Regions from separate parts of the Canis lupus genome. Here region 1 is linked to region 2. Evidence: chromatin contacts called from public Hi-C data. All regions are on one chromosome and are shown on one strand. The core of a region is the stretch at or near the end of the contact, and the rest is flanking DNA. Distances in the headings are between cores, read along the strand shown. Region 1 holds the start of NEDD4L (E3 ubiquitin-protein ligase NEDD4-like). Region 2 overlaps NEDD4L (E3 ubiquitin-protein ligase NEDD4-like).

Region 1 (7,151 bases), core at 2,156-4,655, 120 kb after region 2:
ATCCTGGCACACCTCTTAGGAGGTTCGTGAGGATTACACGAGACAGCAAGTACATAAAGTTTGCTAACACGGTGCTAGATGCAGAGAAAGCATATGAAACATTAGCCAACTATTCTTGTTTGTATATAATGCAGAGGAAGGCTGTCAAAGTGCTATCCCACATCAGCCCGGCCATCTGTCTCATGTAACCACCAAAAAACTGCCGCATCTAATAAGCTGTCATTCAGACTTTAGTATTCCACCCAGAAATCTTTTCAATAAATGATACCTTTCTAAGATGTTCCAACAAAAAGACTTCACAAGGTTAACAGTAACACTCCGGAGTAAACTGCCAAAATGTGCTACAGATTGCCAAAAAAAATAAACAAAATAAATAAAAACAAAAAGCACAACAAAAAAACTGCCCAGGAACCAAGCCAGATGCAGCAACTAGTCCAACTGTTCTAATTCCAAACCAAATCTGATGCTGGGCCCAGAGTCACAAGTTTTGCTAATTTGCTAATCTCTCAAACACCAAAGTCCTTCATCTGATGGCAATTTCAAATTTGGTTTCCCTAAGGTGACCTGATTCAAATCAGTAAATAGGAGCTTGAGCTCACTGAGGAACCTCAACAAGACACACAAAAAATAAACAGTACACGCACTCACACAAGCAAAGCCCATATTTAATTCCTCTCTTTCTACAAGCTGGAGAGACCTGGGAGCAAGATCCTGTCTTGGCATCCCCCTGCAATGCTTCATCACCAGTAGTACTTAGAGCTAAAAAATCTTTCTGAGATGGGACAGAAAGCTAAGTGCGCTCCAAACACGCAACGCTTTCCATCAACTTCCAATGAAAATACAAACTCACTTTTAAGAAATGTGCTAGGTATAAGGACACCTAGTTTGCTAAGAGATGTGTAAGATAGCTCTTATGTAGCAATCAACATATCTTCACGTGTGATGTTCGGCAGCACACCAAGTGTGTGAACTGAAGTGCACTCATACTTAACACGCCTTGGAAAAACAACCCTGCCATTGGTTTCATGAGCCAGTCTGCTTTAAGAGCCTGTTAAGATCTTTCATTTGTTTTCTTACACAGACTAATTCAGGGAGACAAAACAAGCTGTGCAAATTCAACAATTTGTTAATATTCTACGAAGGCATTCCCTGATTTTCCAAAGGCTAACCCGACGGTGCGATACCTCCCATAAAAAAAGCAAACACCATAGAAATGTGAAGTCATCAAAAACAGTCTTGCCTTATTCCCCCCCCCCCCCCCCCCACTGGTAGAAGCTGAAAAAAGACAACAGATGCCACTTGTCTTTTGTAATCTAACGTGCGGAAGGAACTTAATAGTCCCAGCAACATATCCATCACTCAATCAAGAAAATGGCCTTAGCACCTTGGGCTGTTCCCCACACCAGCCCTAAACACCGGTCCAGCGACGTGCAGGAGTAAACCCAGTCATACACATACACACGTATATACACACACATACCAATTCTGTTTATATTCCACCCTTCGCTTTCACACTGGACACCAGTTAAGGAGATCTGAGTTAACTAAAGAGGCAGGATGTGCCCTAGGTAGATGGTGACACTAGATATAAATGTAAACAAAGAACACACAACAGGGGCACGCAGAGAATCCATTCATCAAGTTGAATTTCTCCAAACACTCTTAATATATTTTTCTTTGGTGCGCTAAGAATCATGTAATTTAAAATTTACAAGAGACCAAAGCTGAAGTGCAGCTGTCTTCCCCCCACCATACCTCAAAAAGCCCTTTGTTCAGGAATGTCAGTATCTCAGCACCTTTCTAAAAGCTCACTGCCTGCCATCTAGGGCTGCTAATTAAATGGAGAAGTACCGAATGAAAGGGAAAGCTCCTCAAAAGGGTAGAGGAGCCGGGGAGCGGGAGAAACCCCTGGGTGAAAGCAACAAGGAGCCTTTTCACCACCCATCCCCAGGTAACTGCCCCCCCCCTTCAAAAAAGGGGGAAATTACCTCGCCCTGAGCACAGCAGGGCAAAATAATCGAAAACGTAAATCACACATTATTTGCATTGTGATCATTCTTTGATAAAATACATACCGAGGCAAGCTTTAGGTAGCTCTGGCGAGAGAGAAAGAAAGAAAGAAAAAAAAAAAAAAAAGTCCTACCCCCAAACACTCTCTCCACCCCCAGGTAACTATTCCATTACACACTTACAAAGCACAGACACACGATTCCATTACACACTTGCAAAGTGCACACACGCACAATTCCATTAGTCACAAAGCACACACACACGATTCCATCACACACTTGCAAAGCACACACACACACACACACACGCACGCACACACACCCCCAACCAGGGCAGGAAAGCTGCAGAGAGAGAAGCCATCACGGGGCAGGTCCGGATAACAGCCTCTCCAGCAACCCCACCCCCAGCACCCGAGAAAGAGGGGACCTCGGAAAAGAAAGGAGGGGGAAGAAAGAGAAAGCCCGAAACCCTCGAATTTCCAGGCATCAACTTTTCATGAAACGCACGACCAGGAGAGGAAATACCTCCCCGCTGAGTAATGCACCGAGGGCCGTAAAGCGCCCCCGGGAGCCCCGCGCCCGCGCCCCGCCGACGGGCCCCCCTACCTGTCCCCGCCCTCCGGGGCCGAGGCGGGCGCGGGCGCGGGGTCCCCTCCGGGCGGGCGGGGGGGCGGGGGCCGCGGGGACACCTCGGAGGCCGCGAACAAAGCTCACCCCGCGCAGCCACAGCCTCGGGGGCGTGGCTTCCCGCATCTGCTTTATTAATAAGGGGGAGCGATTGAGCTTTTGTCTCTCCACCTACCCCGGGGGTGCCGGGCTCGGAAGCCGGGGGGGGGGGGGGCCGAGGAAAAAAAGGAAGAAAAGAAAAGAAAAGAAAAGAAAAGAAAAGAAAAGAAAAGAAAAGAAAAGAAAAGAAAAGAAGACATGGCAGGGCTGCGGGCTCCCTCCAAGTTTCCGGCGGCACCTGCCGCCCCTGGCCGCGCCCCCGCCCCGGGACCCCCGGGACCCCCGGGCGCGCCGGCCTCGGCCCCCGCCCCTGCCCCTGCCCCTGCGCGCACGCAGCCCCGGGGCGCCCGCCGCTCGGCCCCGGGAGGTCCCGCCGACACCCGGCCGCGACGCGCGGCGTGGGCTCCCGGGCCGCAGGGCCGAGCGGCGGGAAGTTGCCCGGGAGCCCGGGAGCGCGGCCGAGGGGCGCACGCGTCTCCGTCCCCGCGGCCCAGGGCGGCGCGCACCCCGCCCGCAGACCCCGCGCCCGCCGGGACCCGGGCGGCCGCCGCTCACCTCGTCCTCCGAAAGTCCGTAGATCGGCTCCCCGAGCCCGGTCGCCATGGAGCCGGCGCCCCCCGCGGGCTGCGGGGCGCTCCCGGGCGGCTGGGCCGGCGGCTCCTGCGCTCCTGCGCTCCTGCGCTGCTCGGCGCCCGGCCTGGCGCGTCCCGCGGGCGGGCTGCGGGGGGACCCGGGCGCCGGCAGGTGAGGGAGCCCGAGCGCCCGCCCCGAGCGCCCGCCCCGGCCGCCGCGGGCGCCGCTTCCTCCCGGAAGGCCGCGGGGCGGTGCAGGCAGGCGGCCCCGGGAGCGCGCCCAGCCCGCCGGCCGCCCTCCCCGGCGCTCTCCGAGCCGGCTCTCCGCGCGCCCGAGCCCGGCTCCCCGCGGCCCCCGCTCTCCCCGCCCCGGCCCCCGCCCCCGCCCCCGCCCGGCGCCCGGGGGGACCCTCCCCGCTCGCCGGGGCGGGCGCACGCGCCCCCCAAGCCAATCAGAGGCCGCGCGGCGGGGCTCGGGGCCCAGGCCCCCCCCACCCGCGGGGCTCGGGGGCGGCGCTCGAGGGCTGGCGGGGCGGGGGCGGGGGCGGGAGCGGGGGTGCGCCCCGAGCCGGCCCTCCCCGCGCGCGCAATGGGGCCGGGGCGGCCTGGGCGTGGGGGGCTGGGGGCGGGGGCGGGGCGCCCGGGGCGCCCCGGGCCACCCCCTTCGCGCTCCCTGCGCCCCGAGCCCCGAGCGCGCCGCGATGGTCCGGGGGGGAGGCGGGCATATGCTTCCGGACCCCTCGGCCGGCCGCCCGCGGGGGAGAGGCTGCCCCGGTGTGGCCGCCGCTCGCCACTGCCTGGGTCAGGCTCGGGGGCGCAGGCCGAGGCCGAGGCCGCGCCGCCCCGGCGCGCACCCGCCCCCCTGAGCAAAGCCGGCTCCGCTCGCCCGGGCGCCCCCGCGGGAGACCGTGCAGCTCGGGGAGCCCCCGCCCCCCGCACGTGCAGACCCGGGCGGGCTCCTCCCGCGTCCCGGCCGCGGTGCCTCCCGGAGCACATCCCCTCCTGGTCACCCCCAAGATCCATAGGGACGCCGCCGACGACTTTTAAATAAGCGAAAGAAATGCATCCCTCCACTTTTTCCGGGAAGCCTTTCCTTAAATTTAGCTGGTAAAGGCAGTTGCGAATTTTTGTCTTTTTATAAGCACAATATGCGATTTTTCCTTTGAAAAGAAGCCTCACTCAGAATGTCTACTTTGGAATGAACAGGGCGCTTTTAGAATGTTTCGAGGAAGAAAGGAGAACTCACGTGATCCATGAGCGTCCTTATGCCTGTTTCCAGCTACTTTGCTAAAATATCTGCTTGTGGGCCCTGCTAGATCGTTTTCGAAAGAAAATGGGCATCCCCCACCTTACCGCCCCCACCTAGGCCTCCCGGTGACACTGCTGTGGCTTAAAACCCTGTGCCCTGCGTCTGTATGGGTCTGTATGGTGGGTTTCTTTGCAAGACTTAACCCCGTGGAGCCAGCACTGTCCTGCGAAGCCTTCTTGTCTGCAAATCGTGTCCTATTAAGTCAACAGAACTTAGATGCCAGAAAAGCCCAACGGAGGGGGAAAAAAAGAAAATTACCTTTATGGAGGAACAGAAATGACCGGTCTGTTCTTTTTGGGCCAAAGTTTTTTCACTTTTTCAGACCTAGATTGTTTTTCTTTTAATAAACAAAAGGTTCTCTAACATGCACACCTGTGCACATACATACACCCCCCCCCCAAATTTTAACATGGTGCCTGTGACTCCCATAGGCTTCACTGCTTCTTTACCCTCACTACCCCAAAACTTTGCCAAGCCTTGTACCCTGGGAGGTGGAGGGGGCGTAATAGATTTTAAAGTTTTCAAATAGAGAATTGTAATTTCTAATGATATAGGACACCTTTCCTGCACACTGGGGGTACACAGGTCCAGGCTTTATCTCTGGGGAAAGCCATAACTTCTGGAAACCATAGAGGTGTCTCATACTTCCCTTATCCCCTCTTCATCATTCCTGCTCCCCTGCCCCACCCCAACAGCCTACACTACTGGCACTCTTGGGTCATATCCTTGGCTTTCCCTTAGGGATGGCAATTAGAAACTACGATGTGAGACTGACCATATGTCATTTATTGTAGGGGTGCTTATAAAACCATGATCCATACCATTATTCAATGGCCCCTGTTAAGAAGACTCGAGACATTTCAGACCTATGAGGAAAAGCTTTCTTTCTTCCAAGGAACTGGTAAGCTTTTACATACGATGAGGAGAACTATTTCAAATGATTGTTTTTCTATTTACTTTGGCCACCAGGAAACTCAGGACCAATTTTAAGGCTGTGAGCCATAAGAGAACCTATAAAAAATTGAAATCAGTACCCGTTGTAATTACGAATCGGCTTCCCCCCAAGGCAGTGGTTCTCTATGCTGAATGCACATTGTTACCATCTGGGGAGCTTTAAAATGATCCAGTGCCCAATACCAAGTGCTCAGCTGCCAGCATACGAGACTATGATAACATTGGTTCAGGGGAGGAGTGCAGGCATCAGTAGTTCCAGTGGTTTCCCAGGTGATGCTAATGTTTGTGTTGAGAATGGCAGCCTCTGCCGGTGGTTCCCAAACTTCACTGTACACGGGAACACCTGGGGATCTTTAGAACTACTGTTCTCTGTCTCCCTCCCTCATACACGGATCTGGTTGATGTGGGGTGCCACGTGGGCATCAGGATTTATAGAGGCGCTCCAGGAGATTCTAAGAGCAAAATGTAGGGATCTCTAGCCTACTCTCTACATATTTTCTATGATCCTGATTTTTTTAATTTAGAGAAAACTGCATATTATAAACATACATCCTTTGTGGAAGGAGGTAGGATATAAACATATGTACTTAATGGGACTATTATGGACTGCCCAGTTCTACATGCCCCCTAGCACCCTGAAGTCTCAGAATAGCAATCCACTTTTTTTTGGGGGGTGGGGGGTAGGTAGTGTGGGGAGGACAACCCTTAAGAGAAACTATTTGGCATTCTCGTCCAAAGCCAAAGTGTTCTTGCATCCTCCAGTCAGGTTCCCGTCTACCCAACAATTAGCATAGAATTTGTTCCGTTTTGTTCCCTTTGGAGGCTGCCTTTAAACATCTAAGATTTGATACCGTGGGTGTTTGGTGAATGCTCTTCATTAGGTCATCAGAAATGAAAAATTAGCAAGAACAATTTTAAAGTACAACAGGTGATCACAAATAGGGAACATTCTAATACTAAGCCTCTTTACAAATTGAGTTGGTTTAGTTAACTATGTGTACCTTAATTGAGCCTGGGAAGAACCCAAAGCTGAAAACACAGTGACACCTATTTGCATAAATTTCATATAAATACCACGACATTTTTCTCTTCCATTTTGCGGGGACTTGGGTTCTTTCAAAAGAAAGCTGGTGAAACAGGCCTTTTTGAAGATGGCCAGGTACCTGTAAAGACTGGTGCCGTCTTGGAACTTGGCTGCGTTCGTTGACACATAGAGAAGTCCTACACGTTTAAGGTGTTTACAATTACACACGGAAATAAACCATGCTTCAAACTGCTGAGCATAGAGGTAGATAGCAACGAGGGGCGTGTAAATAATGAACCTTTTTGTATAAAAATAGCTAAACTTGGGATCCCTGGGTGGCGCAGCGGTTTGGCGCCTGCCTTTGGCCCAGGGCGCGATCCTGGAGACCCGGGATGGAATCCCACATCGGGCTCCCGGTGCATGGAGCCTGCCTGTGTCTCTGCCTCTCTCTCTCTCTCTCTCTCTCTCTCCCTCTGTGACTATCATAAATAAATAAAAATTTAAAAAAAATAGCTAAACTTTTAAAGAACCACATCTTGAACATCGAGGTGCCCTTC
Region 2 (6,807 bases), core at 951-3,450:
GGCCATTTTCTTCAGTGGGTGTTTGAACCACCCCGATGCTGTTTAAGTCAGTCCTTTGCTGTTACATACCCCCTTGGCAGACTGCCCCGACAGCTTCGTGGGCACCCAACAGAACTGCATCAAAACAAAAATCAAACCCTCAAGCACACCTGGGAGAAAATTAGCCAATCTGGCACTTAAAAAAATATTTTTAAGTGCTGCTACTGTTTTTGGAAGGTTATCAGTCTGAAAAGTAATGCTATCTATGTGCATCATTAGCAATCTAGCTACAGGGAAGTAAAAAAGGCTTTAAAAGTATTTTCTTACTTATTTACTCATGAAAGACACAGAGATGCAGGCAGAGGGAGAAGCAGGCTCCCCGCAGGGAGCCCGATGTGGGACTCGATCCTAGGACCCCAGGATCACAACCTGAGCAGAAGGCAGGCACTCAACCACTGAGCCACCCAGGTGCCTGGAGAAAAAAGGCTTTTTATTTAAATAAACCTCTCGTCTTTTCTGAATCTAGTTCTTCAGGTCATGAATTTCTCCATGAACTTCTCTGTAGTGGTAAAGACTTCTCAACCACCTCACAATTACAGGCAAAGGGTCTTTTTTAACTCCAGAGCCAAATACAAATATTTTTGAGATGATCAATACCTGTTTCCCATAATTAGCATGGAAAGAGGTACTGTTTATAATGATTATTTTTCTATATTAAACATGTCAGCCTGGAAATCCCTTTCTTGACAAAACAGAGTGCTAAGTTCTGATCCATCCAAGTGTGAGGCTAAAAACACAGTATAATTCATTTTGACTGTGAATGCTACCTGTTCCATACTGGAACACAGTACCCCTCATTTGAAGAATTTCATTTCTTCCCAGTATCAGTTACTTATTCTTTTGCAATCTGCGACATTTTATTTTAATGATATGACAAGCTTAGGAAGTTATTGGGCAGAGAAAGGAAGAGAAAAAGGGGGAAATAAAGTTAATGCTACTTATTGTTTACTTTAAAACCAACCATGTAAAAAAGTAGGAATGGCTTAAAGTAAAATTCTTTCTCCTCCATGTGTCATGATCCGAGAGGGACTTAAATACCTGTTAAAGCAAAGATCTGAGTTAATTTTAAAAATCAGAACATTAAATTTAAAAAGAACTCCAAAGGACTGTTAGACCTGAATACCAAGTTCAGTCCAGAATGAACACACACCCGACGATACGGCCACCAGAGGGAGTTCTAACTCCCCGATACATCTTGGTGGCCTCGCAGAAAGAGCCACCCGGGAAGCCTTCAAGGTCAGGGATGCTCGCAATCCCTCTAACTCCAGCGAACTGGACAGAGGAGTTAAGGGTGAGGGATTTCTTAAAGGTTTTGCATTTGTAGCAATTTCAAAGGAAGAAAGAGCTGGAAATAATGCACGTGCTAGTAGAGGATTTTTGTGTTCTTAACACTGATAATGTGCACAAGAAGGAGGAGGGTCTTAAAGATACATACAGAATAAAATAAATATTATGAAATGAGTGGGTAAGGAAGATCTGGCCACGTATAAATCACTGGGAGTGCACAAAAGCAGGAGAAATAAACCCAGCCAAGTGGCAGGAAGGGCGCCAAGAGCCAAGGGGCTGAGAGGAACGTGCAATAGTTTGCCAAGCACATTGGGTGGAGATGGGGTGGGGGGTGTTGGCAGTTATGGTTTGGTGGCCCTGGGCCAATGTGGGACCACAGCAGGGTGCAGAGGGAAGTTCCAACAGCATAGCCCCATGCGCCCACGGGCAGCTGCATGGGGTGAGCAAACAAAGCCAACGCCCCGGGATCTGAGCAAAGTGAGTGGAGACAGGGAAGCGGGGGGGGGGGGGGGGGGGGGGGGGGGGGGGGGGGCTCGGGGCGGGGCAGTGTTGGGGGTGTAGGCATGAAGGACAATAAGGCAGCTGTGCAAGACAGAGAGATGGTGGTCGTCTGGGCACCAGCAAAGGCACAGGACAGGGAGTGTGGCTGCCTGGGGAGGTGGAGGCCAAGACACACTGGAGGATACACGGAGGGCTCCTCTGTCAAGGTTAAGGAGCCAGGACTTAATCCACAGCAATGACTGATCCCTGAAAGGTTCGGCCAGGAGAACACGGTCTGTGCTGGAGAGACAATTCTATAGATGTGAGAAAGGACGGGGCGAGAGGGCAGACGCGAAAACCACCTGGGAAGGCCTCTACCCCCACGGAGATGAGGCTGGGGGGCAGGAGGGATGGAGAGAACCCAGGACACCTCCCAGGTCCCCAGCTCAGGCACCTCGATTGTGGTGGGAGCCGCCAGCTAAGACAGATCACCGCAGAGAAAGAACAGTTTCAAATATTCTGACGTTCCAGGCAAAGAGTGTAAGGAGCAAAGCAAAGATCCTGAGTTATACGACCTCATTAGTCATTCAAATCTCAGGATGGTCAGACTATATATTTAATAACTGAGAAAATGACATCACACTGCAGGGAGCCCGTAACCCATTCTGGAAATTTCTTTTTCCCGTGTTGCAAATTTCTTTTTTACTGGCCAGACTACCTAGGTAACGTTTAAGAATCACTTCAACAAAATTAAAGCCACCGTTCACAGTGAACACCCAAGAGCTGACAAGTCAGAGGCAGAGAATATCCAACCAACACTATCATTTTCTCACTAGCAAAAACAACCAGAAAGAAACCAGGATCACATTTTTAAGATTCACCCGTTTTGATTTCCCAGTCGGCCGCCCCCAAACGTGAAAGGTAGCATTTCTTTCAAAGACTTCACTGTTTTCCTACCATGAACGCTTAGAATTTCAAGCATCTAAAAATAACAGAGACTTGAAACAACAATCAGTTCTTCAAAAGCGGAAGCACAATAGTGCACCTTGATCAACAAAGGCAAGAAATGCAAACAACAGCGCTCAGAGCACATTTACTACCCATGCCATTCGGCACACCAGAAGGAATGCTAGCACAAGCTCATTAAGAGGCAAGGCGTCTGTTATATCACTTGTGTTGATATTATACAGCAGAAATACCAGTTCTTTTAATAATTGACTCAGGAGCTCCATATTGCGGATTCCTTATTAAACATTACTTGCACTCAAGGTCCCAAAGTCCCAAAAATATTCAGTGGAGCAATCGGGCAATATTTAATTGCGATACACTAATTTGTTTATTTATTTTTAGACTTTATTTATTTATTCATGAAAGACACAGGGAGAGACAGAGACACAGGCAGAGGGAGAAGCAGGCTCCCCACCCCGTAGGGAGGCCAATGGGGGACTCGATCCCAGGACCCTGGGGTCACACCCTGAGCCAAAGGCAGATGCTCAACTGCGGAGCCACGCAGGCGTCCCACGATACACTAAATTACGTGACTGCCCATCTGCTTGTACACATAGAAACTCAACTGTATTATTCACATATTGATAGACAAAGCAGTGAGAATCATTTTGTCCAGGACAGAAACATTTTTGCAGTTGTATTCATTTGCAGACTTCAAAATCCACAGCGCACATCTAGAGAGTTCCATAAGCCATATTGTAATCATGCTGCCCTTGAAGGGGGGGAAAGAAAGAAAAAAAAAAATACTCCTGCACTATCTAGAAAATCCCATTCCTCCGCGCCCAAAAAGTCAACACTGACTCAATGCCTGTCTGTCGACTAACCAGCAGCTCTATGGAAGAGTTGAATCTGAAAATCATGACCAAATAATACTGGCACTCCCCATGCTAAATATGTATGTTGTAGAAAATCAGTAACTTCTACTTCTCAGAGGGTGGCAGGCGGGGGCCTGGGGCCCTGGCACAGGGCCGCACCCATCACACACCATCCCCCCTGCCTCTGCGCTCCTCGGGGACTGCAAGTCCGGCCCAGCCTACGCCCTGGACCATCGGGCCCTTCTCAGAGAAGCCCCCGGCCCCCGACTTAGAGAACCACACACGGCCCTCCGAGAAGGCTCTGCTTCCCACTTGAGAACCTGCCAGTTCACTCAGGGTATAAGCCATCTTAAACATTTTATCTTCCAGGTCCCTCCCCCAAATATGAACCCCAAGTAGAAAGAATCTGATCAAATCTATTGACAATGTTTCTTAGAAGATGAAACGTGACAACACAGGAGATTTGTATCTGAGGAATGTAGTAACGCTTGGCGATTCCAGAGACATGGGTCCATTTTTATTTTTTATTTTTTGTAAAGATTTTGTTTTTTATTCATGAGACTAGAGAGAGAGAGAGAGAGAGAGAGAGAGGCAGAGACACAGGCAGAGGGAGAAGCAGGCTCCATGCAGGGAGCCCGACGTGGGACTCAATCTCGGGACCCCAGGATCACGCCCTGGGCTGAAGGCGGTGCTAAACCGCTGAGCCACCCGGGCTGTACATGTGTCTAGTTTTAAAAGCATAACTTCTAGGTAGACCAGGGTATCTTCACCTTCAGTGGCAGCGATGCTGTCAACACAGACGCAGAGTGGGCCCGGGCCACACTATTCCCAAGGCCTCTCTGAGGCCCGGCCACCCAACGTGTTGGCGAGTTGCCTTCACCTCCTAAAAACGGGGGAACCAGGACGCCTGGGGAGGGGGGGGGGCGGGCTCAGCAGTTGAGCGTCTGCCTTCAGCTCAAGGCGTGACCCGGGGTCCCAGGATCGAGTCCCATACTGGGCTCCCCGTAGGGAGCCTGCTTCTCCCTCTGCCTGTGACTCTGCCTCTCTGTCTCTCATGAATAGATAAAATCTTTAAAAAACAGAAACAGGGGAACCATTGCCTGACACAGAAACCTCTCCCTCCTCCTTTGATGAGGAAAGGGTGGTGGAGATCCTCTCCCTCCCAGCGCTGGGTGGACCTCCCTCACACGGGGTCTTCTGGCCATGCTTCCGCAGGCTTGGTGGTTAAGTTCAGTTTTTGTAAAATAAATACTGTCTTCATTGTCTTACACACTTAGAAATGCTTTCATTTCTGACTCATCTCCAGTTGGCCCGCTGCCTTGCTTATACTTCAGCTTCTTACACTCTTTCCCACCTCCCCCCAGCAAGGAACATGGTGAGACAAATATGGAATGCTTTGGGATAGAGCAAGAGTGAAGGTCTTGCAGGGGTACAGGCCGGGGAGGGGGTACCCCCATGTGAAAATCCCAGCTGAGGAATGAGGGGAAGAAAGAAGGAGGGGTAGGAAGCCGGGAGGGAGAGCGAGGATGGGCAACCCCTCCCCCTTACCAAGGCCACAGACATCCACTCTTCACCAATCCCCAGAGGTGCCTTCTGTAATTACATGAGTTGATTAAAATAGTGCCCACGGCTCTTGAGCAGCTTTAATTTTTCAATTTTTTTCAGGCTCCACTCTGACCAGATGAACAAAATTTGTCGTGCATCCATTATTATGTACCCATGTCCCTCATCTTCCTGAAACACCTCGAATTCTCTGCCTTACAGACTCAGTGACCAGAGAGCACTGCTCTAGACTCTGATGACAATGAGGGCAAGGTGTCCTCCAATTTTCCCTCTGTTCTGTGCTGGACCGTAGGGCAGAGCAAAGGCTCCTCTCATGATGCCAACATCTTCATGCATCAAGAGTGAAGGCAAAGCAGAAGATTCTGAAGGAGGGCTTCTCATTAACACATCAGAGAATGGGATAAAAGTGTGGCCTGTCTCGTTGGCTCCTTCATTACTGAAACTGGGATGACACCAAGACCAGTTTATACAGACAGTTTTACAAATTATCATACAATCCCTGCACAGCACAGCTTTTTCAGTGATTCAAGATCATTCTAAATAATATTACGACACTGGCTGGAGTACAGCAAACCCTGGGGCCTGGCGCAGAATAGAAACACGCTGGCCCTATACACTGACCCATTTGCCACTTCTAATGTTGCCCTCTGGGAAGCCGCACAGCCTGCATGGTGTGCAAGCTATGATCGACATACTTTATAAGGATATTCCATATATATTCATGCATTCAAAGACTAGGAGATAAATACGAGCATATAAAAGGCTGTGTGTGTGTGTGTGTGTTTTTAAAGAAGAAGAGATTTCTATTCGAGAGGAGGAGGGTACTATCCTTTAAAGTCCTATCGGGGTAGGTGTACAGTTGGAATAAATAGAGTCAGGCTCCCTGACTCTCACATGAGTCACTGTATGAGCTCTTAGGTGCAGGGATTTTAAGACAAATACTTGGCTCAAAGGCCATTAGTGTTCATGTTGTGATTCTCAGCAATGCCCTGGATAGTGAAGGCCTCCAGAGAGGAGGCAGGTTTGCGAGCGCCTGCACGTCACAAGCACCGTCCCAGCGGAGTGTAAGGTGCTGTGCAACTCACCTGAGGAGATGCCTGTGCAATGGGAGGGGATGGGGAGAGCAGCTCATTATGTTAAAGACCACCAGTGCAGGGGTCAAAACCAAACACAGGTCCGTCCCTCAAGGGGCCACAGGGCTGTGCCAGGAAAGGAGGTCAGCTGCACAGAATATAACAGGAAACGTGGGGCCTGGGTGCCCAGGAGGTCATGGCCACATACAACGAGCGCATCCTATAGATAAGACCTCCGGCTATGCCTCGTGTGTCTAGATGGCCAAGATTTTCCAGAAGCCTAGAAATAATGGATTTTTAATAGAAAATCTTCCAGATGTTGGCTCCAGGTTTTCATTTCTTCGACTTAGAGCTCCATGGCCAAAGAAGCACACCTGTGAGTTCTGTTTAGTCCATAGGGACCAACAGTTTGCAAACTCTGGCTGAATGATGTCCTAGAAGTGCTTACAGTTTATCGAGAGGACCTGAGGGGGCCCTCAAGGTACTTAGAGCCTCAAGGTTTCCCAGTTGGGTAAAAGGAAACTTATTCTGGGCAAAGTTTT

The links. A called contact is a pair of places that touch in the nucleus more often than the background predicts.
Region 1: a contact with region 2 is called in a Hi-C map of skin fibroblasts, with 2.3 times the contacts expected there. The contact joins the promoter of NEDD4L here to the enhancer-like site in region 2. A contact is called at or near these places in 2 of 9 Hi-C or Micro-C datasets (amygdala and skin fibroblasts).

The regions. Positions count from the first base shown.
Region 1 is chr1:18,069,376-18,076,526 of UU_Cfam_GSD_1.0, forward strand. NEDD4L (E3 ubiquitin-protein ligase NEDD4-like) reads right to left here and starts at 3,406. Exons shown (of 27, transcript XM_038525922.1): 1 at 3,291-3,406. The coding sequence starts at 3,338. LOC119870721 (a long non-coding RNA gene) reads left to right here and starts at 2,267. Exons shown (of 3, transcript XR_005353442.1): 1 at 2,267-2,545; 2 at 5,411-5,517.
Region 2 is chr1:17,951,546-17,958,352 of UU_Cfam_GSD_1.0, forward strand. All of the region lies in intron 2 of NEDD4L (E3 ubiquitin-protein ligase NEDD4-like), which reads right to left. Among named protein-coding and RNA genes, the nearest start is that of NEDD4L, 120 kb to the right of the region's middle. Within about 2 kb of position 2,201, at least 5 of the 20 cell types and tissues checked have an H3K27ac peak or open chromatin away from gene starts, as enhancers often do.